Linked DNA regions of Arachis hypogaea: region 1 is linked to region 2. The links are chromatin contacts, called in public Hi-C maps. All regions are on one chromosome and are shown on one strand. Each heading gives the region's core, a stretch centred on a gene start, on an enhancer-like site or on the middle of the called end of the contact. The rest is flanking DNA. Distances are from core to core; before and after follow the strand shown.

Region 1 (7,334 bases), core at 2,883-5,382, 270 kb after region 2:
TAAATTGATCATCCAACATATTTGACATTTTTTGGAATTAAATTTTTAAAATTATTGTTAGGGTGGTAGAAACTTGAGAAGAATTAAAGTGAAGTCAAAGCATGAAAGAACCAAGGAAAGGCAGTAGAAAAGGAAAAAAATAGCGAATAGTTTTTTTCTTTTTGAAATTGGATTAAAATTTTGAAGATGAGTTAGTTAATTGACCATGAATGATGAAGTTTTAAGCTTACTCTTGGTATAGATTTTAATACTTGACACTCTGCACACATACTACCAATGGCGATTTAGATTTTACGCTGGCTTTCCTTATTTGGAAATCATGGGTGCGGCTTCGGATGGATCTGAGAGACGGGGCCGCATGGCCGCATGTTGAATCATAGTAAACTCCCCGACTGATGAAAACGCTGTCACGGTGAATCTTCCAGCTGCAGGAGGGGGCCACACATCCGCACATTAGGAGGCTGCGTGAATGACGCACAGTGTGCGATTCATACGTTTGCGGGGCGCAATGCGACGTCGGTTGGTCCTCTAGGCGGCGGCGATTGATGTTGATGGCGGAGTTTTCACCGGTGAGAAGGGAAGAGACTGAAGGAGAAGAAGGTACCTGAAGAAGTCACGTTACATGCGAAAAAGGAAGTTTACAGTATATATAACTGCCGCTGTTGTAAATTTTTATTTTTTTAATTTAAAATTAGAAATAATTAAAAATTAATTAACTTAATTATCATTTGAATTAATTTTTTTTATCTTTATTCTACATATTGTACACTAATATTATTGTCTCTCTATACTTTCTTATTAGGTATATGTAATGTTAAGTAACTCATCTTTTCAGTCAACATTAATTATTTTTTTTAAAATAATTTTATTCACCTTAAATCCTGGATCATAACTTATAAACATAAATATTAAAGTTGGCTAATGTTGACAAACTAAAATTTAATTTCCTCTAATTTCTCATTAGATCTTTTTTAAAAGGTTTATAAAATTACCAAGTTAATAATAAATAAAAATTTTTAAAAATATATATTGAATTTTTATTAATAAAACATTAAAAAATTAAATTAAATTATTTTGTTAGTTCTTATATTTTTACTAAATTTGTAATTAAGTCTCTATATTTTTTTTTTCAATTGAGTCCTTACATTATTTTTAATTTATTAATTAAATTTTTTCGTATAAAAAATATTAAAATTAACAGAATATTTCTTTTCAAAAATATATTGTCAAATATTTAATTAAGTTTTTAATTGAGTATTTTTAATTTGTAAAAAAAAAATATTACCTTAATTCTAATATTTTTTATACTAGTAAATACCTAATTATAAAATTAAAAATAGTATAAAATAACAAGTTAACAATAACAAAATCTTGTCCCACTAGGTGAGATCGCCTATATGGATATCAAACGATGTCATTGGCCTCTATCATATACCATGTCTATAGAGAGACTGTTTATATATAGATCTCGTTTGATCACTTCATGGATGATTTTTCTAAGTCTTCTTCTATCTTTCACCTCTTGTCTATCTTCTATTTCATCTATCTTTCTAACTGAATATTCTGTCGGTCTTCTTCTTACATATCCAAATTATCTAAGACGCGATTTTATCATTTTTTTTATAATAGTATAAAAATAGTATACATATTTAATTAAAAAATATAAAATTTAATTATAAATCTAATAAAATTATAAAAATTAATAAAATAATTAAAGTAAAAAAAATGATAGTAGAAGAATTCATGTGAGTCCATATGTAGAGGAGTCAAAGTAAGACAGGAGTTGGTATGGGAATTGATGGGAAGAGAGAAGGGCGGGGTTGTCCCACTAGAAAGGCGATAGTCATCGTGACCACATTATTAAGAAAACAAACGAAGCATAGCGAATGGTCAAACAAGAAACAACTACGCTCACCACTCAGACAGTTAGTTGGCCGTACAACACTTCTTGGGATTGCTTCTCACTCCTCAATCCTCACTCTCCCTCCATATTTCCATATTCCCATCCGCCACTTCCAATCTCATAGCCTCTTCTTACCTTTCCTATTTCCCAATACCCCCTTCCCTCCCTCTACCGCTGACACTTGGACAAGCTAGTTCATTCATCACTCAGTTTAAATTTGACTCGTTAATAATTTAATAAGTTAAACTTGTAAATTAGTGAGTTAAATTTGAACTTAAAATTAAAATTATAAATTAAATGAGTCAAATTTAAATTAAAATTATAAATTAAATGAGTCGAATTTGAGTTTAGATAAACTCAATTCATTAACTTATAAATTAACTCGATTAAATATATAAAATTATTAATACACATATTCTATATGCATTTAATCTATACTATTATATATATATTAATAATCTTAATTATTTAAATTTTTATATTTATTTTTTATATATAATTTTAATGTAGGTCATAAATAAAAAATTTATAATTTATTAATAGATAAACAATATATAAAATTGATCTTTTTAAATATTTTTTAAAATATATAAGTTATAATTTATTGATATAAAATTATAAATTATATTCTTATTATTTGAGCCAGTTCGTGAGCTCAAACCAGCTCGTGAGTTTTTGGTGAACCAAATTTAAGTTTAAGAAATAGGCTTGATTGTTAATGAATCGAACTATGAGCCAAACTCAATTTTTGTGAGCCCAGCTTAGCTTGGTTTAGCTCGACTCAACTCGACTCACTTCCAGCCCTACCTCCCTCCCTAAAATACCACTCTTATCTTCTTCTAGAATTTTAATATGATAAAAATAAATAAATAAATTATCATTTTGATTCTAAAAAAATTTTGAAATTATATATAAAAAATTGAAAAAATTATTTTTAAATTATTTTTCTAAAATTATTGTGTTTTTTATTCAACAAAAAGCCAAAAATCTAAACTTACAAAAAATTGTGTTAAGAGTTCTTTTTCATTTATATCTTTCTATAATTGGTGTATTTTTTCAAACTAAGGCGAGGATAAAAAAAATCTTTTTTTAAAGTGTTATTTTACCAAAAATTAAAACTTTTAGGTCAAAATAATAGTTTACTCAACAAGAAAAAAGTGAAAATTGAATCAATATTTAATTTAATTTTTTTATGGGATTTAATTTAAATTTTTAATATATATGTAAGTTTATAATTTGTTTTACTATTTTAATTAAAAGAAGATTAAAATTTTACTTTCTAACTCTTTTACTCACTTCGGAGAAACTTAATCCTTCATGACAAACTCATGCACTATAATAAACATTCTCTCACCTTCATCTAATTTTTTTAATACTTGTATAATTTAGAAGGTATATACACAAAATGAGTCCAAATATCTAGACGTTTTGTTTTCAATTTTGTGCCATTCACATGAAACAAATGTAAAAAAAAATCACTTAAACAAAATGACCAAATCTAAAAAGATGAAAGTACATAAATTTTTTTTAAGTAAACTTGAGAAAAAAATTGCATTGAAATTTGAATGCTAAAACTTGTATAGAGCATGATTCTTCATAATTTTTTTTTGAGATCCATTTTGTAAAATCTAAATTTTTTTTCGAGTATCAAAATGGTAGTTTTCTGATAAAGTGTATTTCACTATTATCATTAAAGATATTTTTTTAAAAAAAAAGTTAGAAGTAAAATTCGAACTCAAAATCTTTAGATAAAAATGAAAAAATTATATCATTTAAATTATAGTTTATTAGCCATCATTAAAGATATTTTAGTTATTAACTATTTATGAATTTCATTAACTAATTAAAAAATAATGTATTGACCATATATATATATATATATCAATTATGCTACATATATATATATTAAGATCGGTTGTTATCTTATATTAAAATATATATTTGACATTTTATAAAAAATATTTATTACACTGTCATAAATAAGTTTGATTATTCATCTATTCGAAATTTGATTATTCTATTGTATGACATGTTTTGATTATTCTAATAATTTTTTATTTATTTAAAAAATATATGAATTAATATGTAAAAGTATATATAAATATATGTAGTGATTTATTTATATAGCGTATATGATACATTTTTGTGTGTGTGTATATATATATTTCACAAACGACTAGTTTGATTTTATTAAAATGTTTAAAAGAGCAACACTGTCGTTTAGGTTCAGAACTTTATCTTTTAGGAACAAAACCCAGTGACATTCCTTCCTATCTCCCTCCCTCTTTCATTATTTAGCTTCTTTCTTTTTTCCCTCCTCATTCCATATCTATATGTATAAAGCACCACGCATATATATATATGTACATAAAAAATAAGGTCACTGTTTAATGTTATCGTTGATGAAACGCTCGAATCCGAAGTAAATTTCAATCTTTCCCTTCATGATGCGTTTTAGTTAGGAACTTATTATTAGGTTTATTATTCATTATATTTTTATTTCCCTTTTTATCTGACATTGAATTTCGTTGAAATGCAGGAAAGGGGTTAAACTCGGGGTTTGTATTGGGAAAAAGATTGAAGACACAGAATTATATGGTTCTCTTTAGCTTAAGAGTATATATATGTTGCTTCAATTGGTGGTCTTGGATATCTGGTTAGTTCTTAATTCTCTTTATTCTTCTTAATTTATTATCTTAATTACTATAATATGTGTTACTTATAACTTTCCTCAGAAGGCATAACCATAATAGTAAATTAAGAACTCAGATATTGGAGCTGCTTTTTCGTACAATATCGATCGTTTGCGTGCTTTTCTTTGTTAGGTTATTTTCTGGGTTTTTATGCTCATCACCTCAAATATATGGCTCATTACATTTGTATTGACAAATGATTTTTTATATATCCACTTTTGTTATATATATATATATATATATTCCGTTTATTAACGTTTAAATTTAAATATTTAAAGTTAGCCTGATTTTGGATGTGTTTTAAAAATATTTTGAATAAAATATCATACTATCATATGTGTTATAATTGATAAATAACAACAAAATTTTTATGACTATATCAACTACATCTTCTCTCTTAAACTCCAGATTTTTTTTTTACTTCTCTGTTCAAATTACTTACGTAGAAAGTACTTTATTTGCAACAACTTTATTAATAAAATTAAATAAGATCAACCTTATTCCAATTAAATTAGTAGAGTGCTTTTATGTTTAAATTAAAATATAATTAAAAATATTGAACATGATATTTCTCAACAAATTACATAAATATATGTGTGAAAAATAATGATACCTTTTACCAATGCAAAATGAGAGAGTGCTTCAGCTGGAAGGTGATGATAGTCTTCATCAATGAAGACAAGATGGAGAATTCAGCTGGCAGCGTCCTTTTTGGTTTGGGATTCACTAATGCCTGTGAATGTCCCATAGAATAAGGAATTTAAAAAACTGTATCTATTACGTGAAGTTACGAAAGTAAAGCAAATTCATAGTAACCACCAATGAAGTGGGTGGATTTTAAAATTTAAATTTAAATTAAAATCTAATTATAGATATGTATCTACAAAATAAAAACATGTTACACTAAAAAAATAATTAAATATTATTTAAATCTGATTAAAAGATGATTAAAGGCCGATTAATATTGTACAACTAGCATTTCCCTAATCTTAATTAGAGTGAGTCTCACATATTATTTAACAAGTGAAAGAATATGTGCTAACTAAGTATATTAAAAAAGGTTACGCAAACTAAATATTTAATTAGAGGATAATTATGATACCATATAAAAATGCGAAGAACCAATACTCTTTAGTCTTTATAACGTGTGTGGGTAAAGAAAAATCACGTATTTTATGAACTAAAATTAATTTTTTAAATTAGTTAAGTCTTAAAACTTATGTTACACTAAAACTAAAAGATTATGAATTTAATTTTTTGAGTTAACAATTATATATATATGAGGAAGGGCATTTTAAGGAAAAAAATTATACACAAACTCTGCCTCTTATCCTCATTATATATAGTAGAAATAAAGTAGATATTATTATAATCATAGTGAGGGCAGCATTGTTATATTAATGTTAGCAATTTCTTCGCAAGTATTTTCTGTTATAATAAAAGTTGGGACAACATTTCTTCTAATTTATAATAAGGGATGAAACATTTTTAAAATTAAGAGATTAGTAAAGTAAAAAACGAGTGTTTAATTATCTTTAAATTAAGAATAAATGAGTTTTTGATTGAATTAAACTCTTTTAAAATAAAAAAGTTAGTAAAGCAAAAAAATGAGTATTTAATAATCTTTGAATTAAGATAATGAAACTCACACATAAAAAAAATAAAAAATTCAAAGATAAAATTTTTCTAAAATAAAATAATAAAAGTACAATCACTTTTGAATTAAAGTAGTAGAATTTATGTATGACAAAAAATTATAAATATAATTATAATTAAGTTTTTATTTCATTATTTTATTAGCTTTTCACTTTAAATATTTTTTTTAAATTCAATATTAATTAAAATTTTATTTTACTAATCTCTTTACTTTAGCCTAATCTTTTTCTTTTGTGATTATTAGGAATGGATTTCAATGCTAGAGATTATACTGATTAAGTTTGTGAGTATTAGACAGTCACTTTTTTTTTGGTGTAGGAGTATGTGGGCCAATTTCATCAGTTTTTATTTAAAGTTTAGGTTACAATAATTAATCGAATATTAATTAAAAGCGGGCGACCAGCAAAATAGATGGATTGTTTTGTCGGTGCTGGTGCCTCTATTTTATTTCTGAATATCTGATATGTATAAAATTATCAGAATTTTCTTTTCATTCTTCAAACTTTTCAATGAAAGTGCCTGTACGGACATTTCTTATTGCTGCGAAAATGAATGGTGTTGTTGCGTGGTTAAGCCTAGTTAGGGTAGAATGAATGATTGATAGCTCTCTTGGGATTGCTTCATTAGTCGTCTCTCAAGTCTCAGAATCTATGAATTGAACAACTGATATGACATTTTATTCCTTAATTCTACTATAGAGTAGGATAGAGTATTATAGAGAAAATAGAGAATACAATAAATGTGTAGATATATACAACAAAAGATTTTTCTATTGAAGTATTTTATTAGAGAAATGATTGGATACTCTTAAAATAATAATGATTGAATGCATGTTAACTCTTGATAATAATTTTTTGTACAATATACATATCAGAATATAAAAATACACATAAAAAGTGATATAAAATAAGATATATATATTTATACACAATAAATGAATATTTGGTTTACTAGTAAAATTTTTGTTCCACAATATATTCCTATTTTCTACACTCCTTTCCACATTACACATTCTTAAAAAATGGTTTCCATAATCATTGCTATGTTTCTCCATACAAAAACCTAATTGATGATCTTCTTGT
Region 2 (7,151 bases), core at 2,470-4,969:
ATTCATTTTCTGTAAACCTAGGTTACTAGTTTAGTATTTAAACAACTTTTAGAGATTTATTTTGTACCTCATGACATTTTTAGATCTGAACTTTGTACTCTTTGACGGCATGAGTCTCTGAACTCCATTGTTGGGGGTGAGGGGCTCTGCTGTATTTTGATGAATTAATGCAACTATTTTTGTTTTCTATTCAAACACGCTTGTTTCTATCTAAGATGTTTATTTGCACTTCAATATGATGGATGTGATGATCCGTGACACTCATCGTCATCCTCAACCTATGAACTCGTGCCTGACAACTACCTCCGTTCTACCTTCGATTGAATGAATATCTCTTGGATTCCTTAATCAGAATCTTCGTGGAATAAGCTAGAATTCATTGGCAGTATTCATGAGAATCCAGAAAGTCTAAACCTTGTCTGTGGTATTCCGAGTAGAATTCAGGGATTGAATGACTGTGACGAGCTTCAAACTCACAAGGGCTGGGCGTAGTGACAGACGCAAAAGGGTCAATAGATCCTATTCCAGCATGAGTGGGAACCGACAGATGATTAGCCGTGCGGTGACAGCGCACCTGGACCTTTTTCACTGAGAGGACGGATGGTAGCCATTGACAACAGTGATCCACCAACACACAGCTTGCCATAGGAGGAACCTTGCGTGCGTGAAGAAGAAGACAGAAAGAAAGTAGAGATTCAGAAGACAAAGCATTTCCAAAACTCCAACATATTCTCCATTACTGCAGAACAAGTATCTAATCCATGCTCTTTTACTTTTCGCAATTCAAACTGATAAATATAATTAACCTCCTGACTAAGATTTACAAGATAACCATAGATTGCTTCAAACCAACAATCTCTGTGGGATTCGACCCTTACTCATGTAAGGTATTACTTGGACGACCCAGTGCACTTGCTGGTTAGTGGTACGAGTTGTGAAAAGTGTGATTCACAATTCGTGCACCAGCATCCTAGTAACTGGCACATCTGACCAACCCACTCCTGACTACAATTTACCGGTATCAAACTAGACTTGTCGAAGTTCATGCTCAGCCCAGACATGACTTCAAAACACCTCAAGAGTCTCTTGTAATTTCTCACTGTCTCCTCCTCCGGTGGGCAGAACAATATAGTGTCATCAGCGAACTGGAGATGTGATAACTCTATATTATCCCTGCCAACTAAGAGCGGTAGTATTCTCCTATTTCTTACCGCCTCCCCGATCATCCTGTTCAGCACATCTACAACCAGAATGAATAGATACGGTGATAACGGATCGCCTTGCCGGAACCCCCTTTCTATCTTGAACGGTTTAGACGGTGTCCCATTCACCATTCAACGAAATTCCATTTGACTCTATCATAAGCTTTGTGGAAGTCCAATTTGATGATTGCTGATGCCTTCTTCTTCAATTTTAGCCACTGTATAGTTTCACATGCTATTAACGCTCCATCATGTATCCTCCTGCCCTTAACAAATGCACTCTGCGATTCCCTAACTAACCCTGGCATGACGCTTCTCATTCTTCTTGTCAACACTTTTGATATAACTTTATACACGCATCCCACCATACTGATTGGTCTAAGGTCCTTTATCTCCTTCGCACCCACAAACTTTGGAGCCAGCGCTGCCCAAGTAACATTGGAGTCTGCTGGTAACTTTCCTGTCACAAAAAAGCTCAACACCGCTTTTGTAAAATCCGCTCCAATCTCCTCCCAGCATCTTTTTATAAAATTCATATTATAGCCATCGTTGCCTGGAGCCTTCGACGATTCGCAGTCCCATACTGCCTCCTTTACTTCCTCCACCGTCGGTAGTACCTCAAGTGCTTGAGCTTCCTCTTCTTCTAGGCGATTAACTAATCCATCTCTGAAGCTAATATTTGGCGACTCGTCCTGGTGGTATAAACTCCTGTAGAAATCTCTAGTGGCAACCTTAATTCTTGCATGATTCCTCACCAGCCTACCGTTAATTACTAAAGACTCAATCCGGTTATTCCTTCTTCTTGCTGATGCAATATTGTGGAAGTACTTGGTATTCCTGTCCATCTCCTTGGCATGTCAAGATCTAGACATTTGCTTCCAGTGTATATCTTGCCTCTCATACCATACCTCACAGCACCTTACCAACGCCTTTCTTCTTGCTTCTACTGTACCATCATAAACTCCGTTGCTCACCAGATCATCTACTTTCTTAATATCCTCTTCAAACTTTTGTATCTTCTCCTGTATATTCCCAAAGTGCTGCTTATGCCATCTACCCAGTGGTTTTGTCAGCGCCTTTAGTTTATCCAGAAACTACACGTCGCCCAAACCCCTCCATTCTTCCTTTATCATCCTTAGGAAGCCTTCATGCGTGAACCACACGTCTAAACTACGGAACAGTCTTGATCCTTGAGCTATTCTTCTATCTTCCACAATCAAAGGACAATGATCTGATAGACCTCTCGGTCCCCCTCTTAACCGAGTATCCGGGTACGCATCCAGCCACTCCAAGTTAACCAGGCACCTATCGATACGACTGCAGGACTGACCTCTAAACCATGTGTACTTCCGATCATTAATTGGCAAGTCCACCAACTCCATGTCATTTATCCATGCTTTAAAATCCTCAGCAGAAGCTGATAAGTTGGTCGCCCCCTTTCTCTCCTCTACATGCACAATTTCATTAAAGTCTCCTATATAAAAAAATGGGGTCTGACACAATCCTGTAATATAGCTTAATTCCTCCCACATTAAGAGTTTTTCCTCTCTCACATGCGGACTATACACCAGACAAATTGCGCAGTGAAAATTATTTTTAGCCATCACTCCTTCTACACATAACCATCCATCTCCTTTATAACAGTTTATCAATTTGAATACAGAGTCGTCCCAAATTAATAGTAAGCCTCCGGAAGCTCCAACAGAATTTACATACTCCCAGCTAGCTCTATCATTACCCCAAATTCTAGCTACATCATATTTGTTCAGCACTTTTTTTTTTGTTTCTATCAGCCCCAGCGTATCTACTTTAAACTTATTTTTAAAATTTTTTATCATGTTCAATTTTGCAACACCTCCCAACCCCCTAACATTCCAACAGCTTAAAATTATTTACAAATATTATTACACACCTGCTTTTGGCATTTTGGACGACTTCTTCTGAATTTCTCCTTTCGCTTCGACTGTCTTCTTTTCATAGATATAGCTTCATTTTGTTCCTGAAGAATTGCCATGATGTCCTCCTCATCACTGTATGATATTGCTTCTGATTCAACCGCCGATTTCCAGGCTTCTTTATTCTCTGCCATTTCCTCTTCCCAACCCCGCCTCCAATGTCTCGCCTTTGTTGGATTTCCAGTGTTTTGCATCACCAGTAACCTGCCCTCTTCCTTCCACCTCATCCGGTTTCATTTTGCTCCTCTTGCGATTAGAACCTTCGATTTGGTTTCCAATTGTGGCGTCTCCCATACACTGTTCGTGCTCCTCTCGCCCTCGCCTTGGTTCGCTGGCTACAGTTCGCATCTCCTCCGCGACAACATCTGCATGCCAATCGTCGGTTTCTTGTTCCCCTACTTGTCCTTGCGCCGCAAAGCACTCCTCTTGGGAGGACACCCGCCCGCCTAGGCTCGTGTCATCCTCACTTCGCTGATTCCTTACAGGAGCATTGGGGGGCGTTGTATCCAGCACGCATACAGCCAATCGGGTTGCGTTCTCTTCAACCGGGTCATCCATCACCGAATCGGATAGCCCAAGGCCACTTTCATCCAGCTGGGCCTCGTGCTTCTTATTTTTTCCAAGCCCCCATTCCTCCATCTGGGTCCTATTCTTTGTAACCCAGCCTTATGTTTCACTTCCTTGGGCCTATTTTCCATCAGCCCGTTATTAAACCTCTCATTAATCTTTGCATGCTCCCTCTCCTGCCCAAAAAAAGAATATTCCCTTTGGATCTCCTTATAAGTGCATGATACAGTATAGTCTGAGTCTTCTTCCAAATTAGCTACAAGCGTCGCCGCAGAATCCTCCCTCCCCTTAATTAGTGCATAATCGATTTTCTCGTAACGGCCTTTTGAATTTTCAAAATTTCATTCATTTAATTCAGAAGATAAAATTCTGATTTTGTTCTCATCTTATTCTAAAAGTTTCACCGCCAATATTTTAAACATATACAATTCTTAAAACATTATGTTCCTTCAACTAAATAATACTAAACAATTAATAACCGTTTATTAATATTATTATTAATATTAATATAATATTAATTAATCAAATTTGTAAATAGTTTCCGATTATGCATGTTCAATGTTGGCATAAGGATGTCACTTTCGAACTTTATCATATTTTAGCTATTTCTCGATAATAGTTGCGGTTTTTTTTACTCGTATTTTTTTATTACAATGTAAAATTCAAATGTTTTTTTTGGCCTATTGCATATTGTGTTAAAAAATTAAAAGCTTTTAACACGCGAGACGAATAATTACTTAGACAATTAAATTAATTTTATATATTAATGGGATCAGTTATTTTAACATTATAAAAAGTCTCTAACTTATTACTCATTATAGATTTAAAATTAAGTTTAAAGTTTCATACTAGAACAGCTTTCGTACTCTTTCATGGAGAATAAAAAGACTATATAACTCTAACAAGTATAAAAACTTTAAAATAACAACAAATTTGACCAATCATCACAATTGCAAAATTTTTGCAATAACTCACTTATCTTTACATGTTTTTTTATCAATTTTAAAAAATATAACATTTTAAACTATATTATTATTATTATGTAATGTAACGACCAAACTTTTAATACATCATGACTAATGTTAATTGCCAGGAACTACTTTACAACTTTTCTTAGAGACTCTAGACCTTATATCAAATATATACATATGAACCCGTAGTGCTAGTCAAAATCACGTGTCAGATATATAAATATAACAAAATAAATAATAGTTAAACAGATAATATCTACATGAACTATAGAAAATACAGAAAACATAATAATATCATACATATATGTCAGAATGCTCATTTAGTACATCATAGTTTACACCGGGTTACGTCGTTACTTATTCATGAAAATATTTACAAACTCCATATTTATACTAACAGGCCTCGACTCACAAGAGTTATCCTAGTTTGGGACCCATTTTAACTTGTTTATATAGATATTTACAAAAATACTTAACCCTCTAAAAGTCTACATAGAATGAGGACAAAGACTACTACTACTGCTACTATTACTGCTGCTGCTCATGGATATCTTGGTAGCTAAGAAAATGTTGTGCTGAAGCAAGGAGAAAGTCATCAGAACACCTGTGATGATGTTGTTCACCTATCCAAATGCAGAAAAATGAAAGAAGATCACGCTGGTTCCCATCTGTGAAACGAGGGAAAGTAAGGGGGTGAGAACCTAAGGTTCTCAACAGGGTACTACATGAAAAACCTAAAGGGTTCCGCAACCTAAGTCTAAGAGTTTGCGCAATTATGTCAGTAAGTCACGCAAACAAGTACAAGTACAAGTATATAGCAGAAAAGTAAACAAGTATAGAATACAGGAAGCAGAGATAAATCAAAATCACAGAGAAATGCAACAACCAAGTATGATGCATGTTTGGTCCTATGCAGACCATGAGCTCATGTGTCGATTGACTATCCACAACCCGACATTACCCGGGACTAAGCCCGAATATAGTTTTTTCAACTGCGTACGTTCTGTATACGTGCCTAATGGATAAAGCCACATGCATTCTGACAACTGGAAATTGTCGCAGAGCTTGACGCCATAGTATGCTAACAGTTGGAGAAACAATTTTCAATATCAAGTGGGCATCCCCACATCTTAACATGGTTCTGGTTCCGTCGGAACAGAAACTCCTCCTCCCCAAATAATCTCTTAGGACGATTTTGATTCCGTCGGAGTAGACGCGCTTCTTCCCCAAATAATCTCTTAGCACCTTGGGGTTTATAGTTTTCTTTTTCCACGACACTTTTCAAATAAACTTTTTCTCTAAGGGACTTCTTTACCTTTTTTTTATAAAAACTCGTACCCGGTTTCTACTCTTTAAATCTCTCAACCTTTGTCACATATTCTAATTTGCCCTTGGTACTTTTATATATTTTCAATTTTACTTTTTTTTACTTAATTAAGTTCTCTTTTTACTGTTTTCTTTAGATTTTTAGTGGCGCTTTTATCACTAATGTTATTATATTATCATTTTACCCTCGTATCCTTCCTAACATACTTCTTTGATCCTTAAGTTAATTAACCATTTTTACATTTACTTTATGCCTAAAATTACCATTTTTACACCTAAGTACTCTAGTTTTACCGTTTAACTTTGTTTAATGTTTAGCATCAAAATTTTACCGGATTAATCCTGATAGTTTTCTATAACCAAATTACTCCTAATATTTTAATTAAATACCAATTTTTACCACTAGATACCTAAAAACTAATTTATCCTTTATTAATTTATTTACTTGTTATAATTATCGCTTTTTACCATTTTACTTCTAACTTTTACTAAAATTTTTATTTAGGCCTAAAACTTTATTTTAAATATAATTTTGATCCAAATAATTTATATAATTATTATTTTATCCCATATGACACTAATTCTAGAATTTTACTGTTCTTTTAATTAAATTATATTTTTAACCCTCTTTTTATCCGAAAATGATCAAAACACCCGTTCTATTTTTACCAACTTGTTTCATAAGATTAAAACTATTTTTTTAACTTCTTTTTAACTCGTTTTCACCATAATTTTTGTGCTTTTAGTAGCTAAAATTTTTAGAGATGTAATTTTTATATTTTTTCTCCACTTTTAGTGACTTTTAAAGTTTGAAACTTAAACCCCAAGTTCTTCCATATTCAGCTGTTACCACACAAAATTCTGAGGTAAATATATTGCATATTACAGATATTTAGCAAGTCAAAATAGAGATAACTTACAGAATATTAAGATTTACAAAACAAGCACAAATTCACCACAAAGTGGCTCATATAAACACCAAAAACAAGCACAAACATATTCTAACTAATTCTAACCCTTACCTCTTGTTTAATTCAGTCACTAGACCTCTCAACCATCAGAGAATACTCTCACAAAGGCTAGAGCAAATTGGCTATAGTGCAGTTTTTGTTTGGCCAAAAGCTTCGCAA

What was found. Hi-C and Micro-C count contacts between places; a contact is called where the count stands out from the background.
Region 1: a Hi-C map of leaf shows a contact between it and region 2, with 2.0 times the contacts expected there. The contact joins the promoter of LOC112759075 here to the enhancer-like site in region 2. A contact is called at or near these places in 2 of 8 Hi-C or Micro-C datasets (both in leaf).

What each region holds. Positions count from the first base shown.
Region 1 is chr16:37,408,430-37,415,763 of arahy.Tifrunner.gnm2.J5K5, forward strand. LOC112759075 (WRKY transcription factor 44) reads left to right here and starts at 4,133. Exons shown (of 7, transcript XM_025807904.3): 1 at 4,133-4,325; 2 at 4,443-4,559.
Region 2 is chr16:37,141,807-37,148,957 of arahy.Tifrunner.gnm2.J5K5, forward strand. No RefSeq gene overlaps it. Among protein-coding and RNA genes, the nearest start is that of LOC112759069, 5.2 kb to the right of the region's middle. Within about 2 kb of position 3,720, at least 3 of the 3 cell types and tissues checked have open chromatin away from gene starts, as enhancers often do.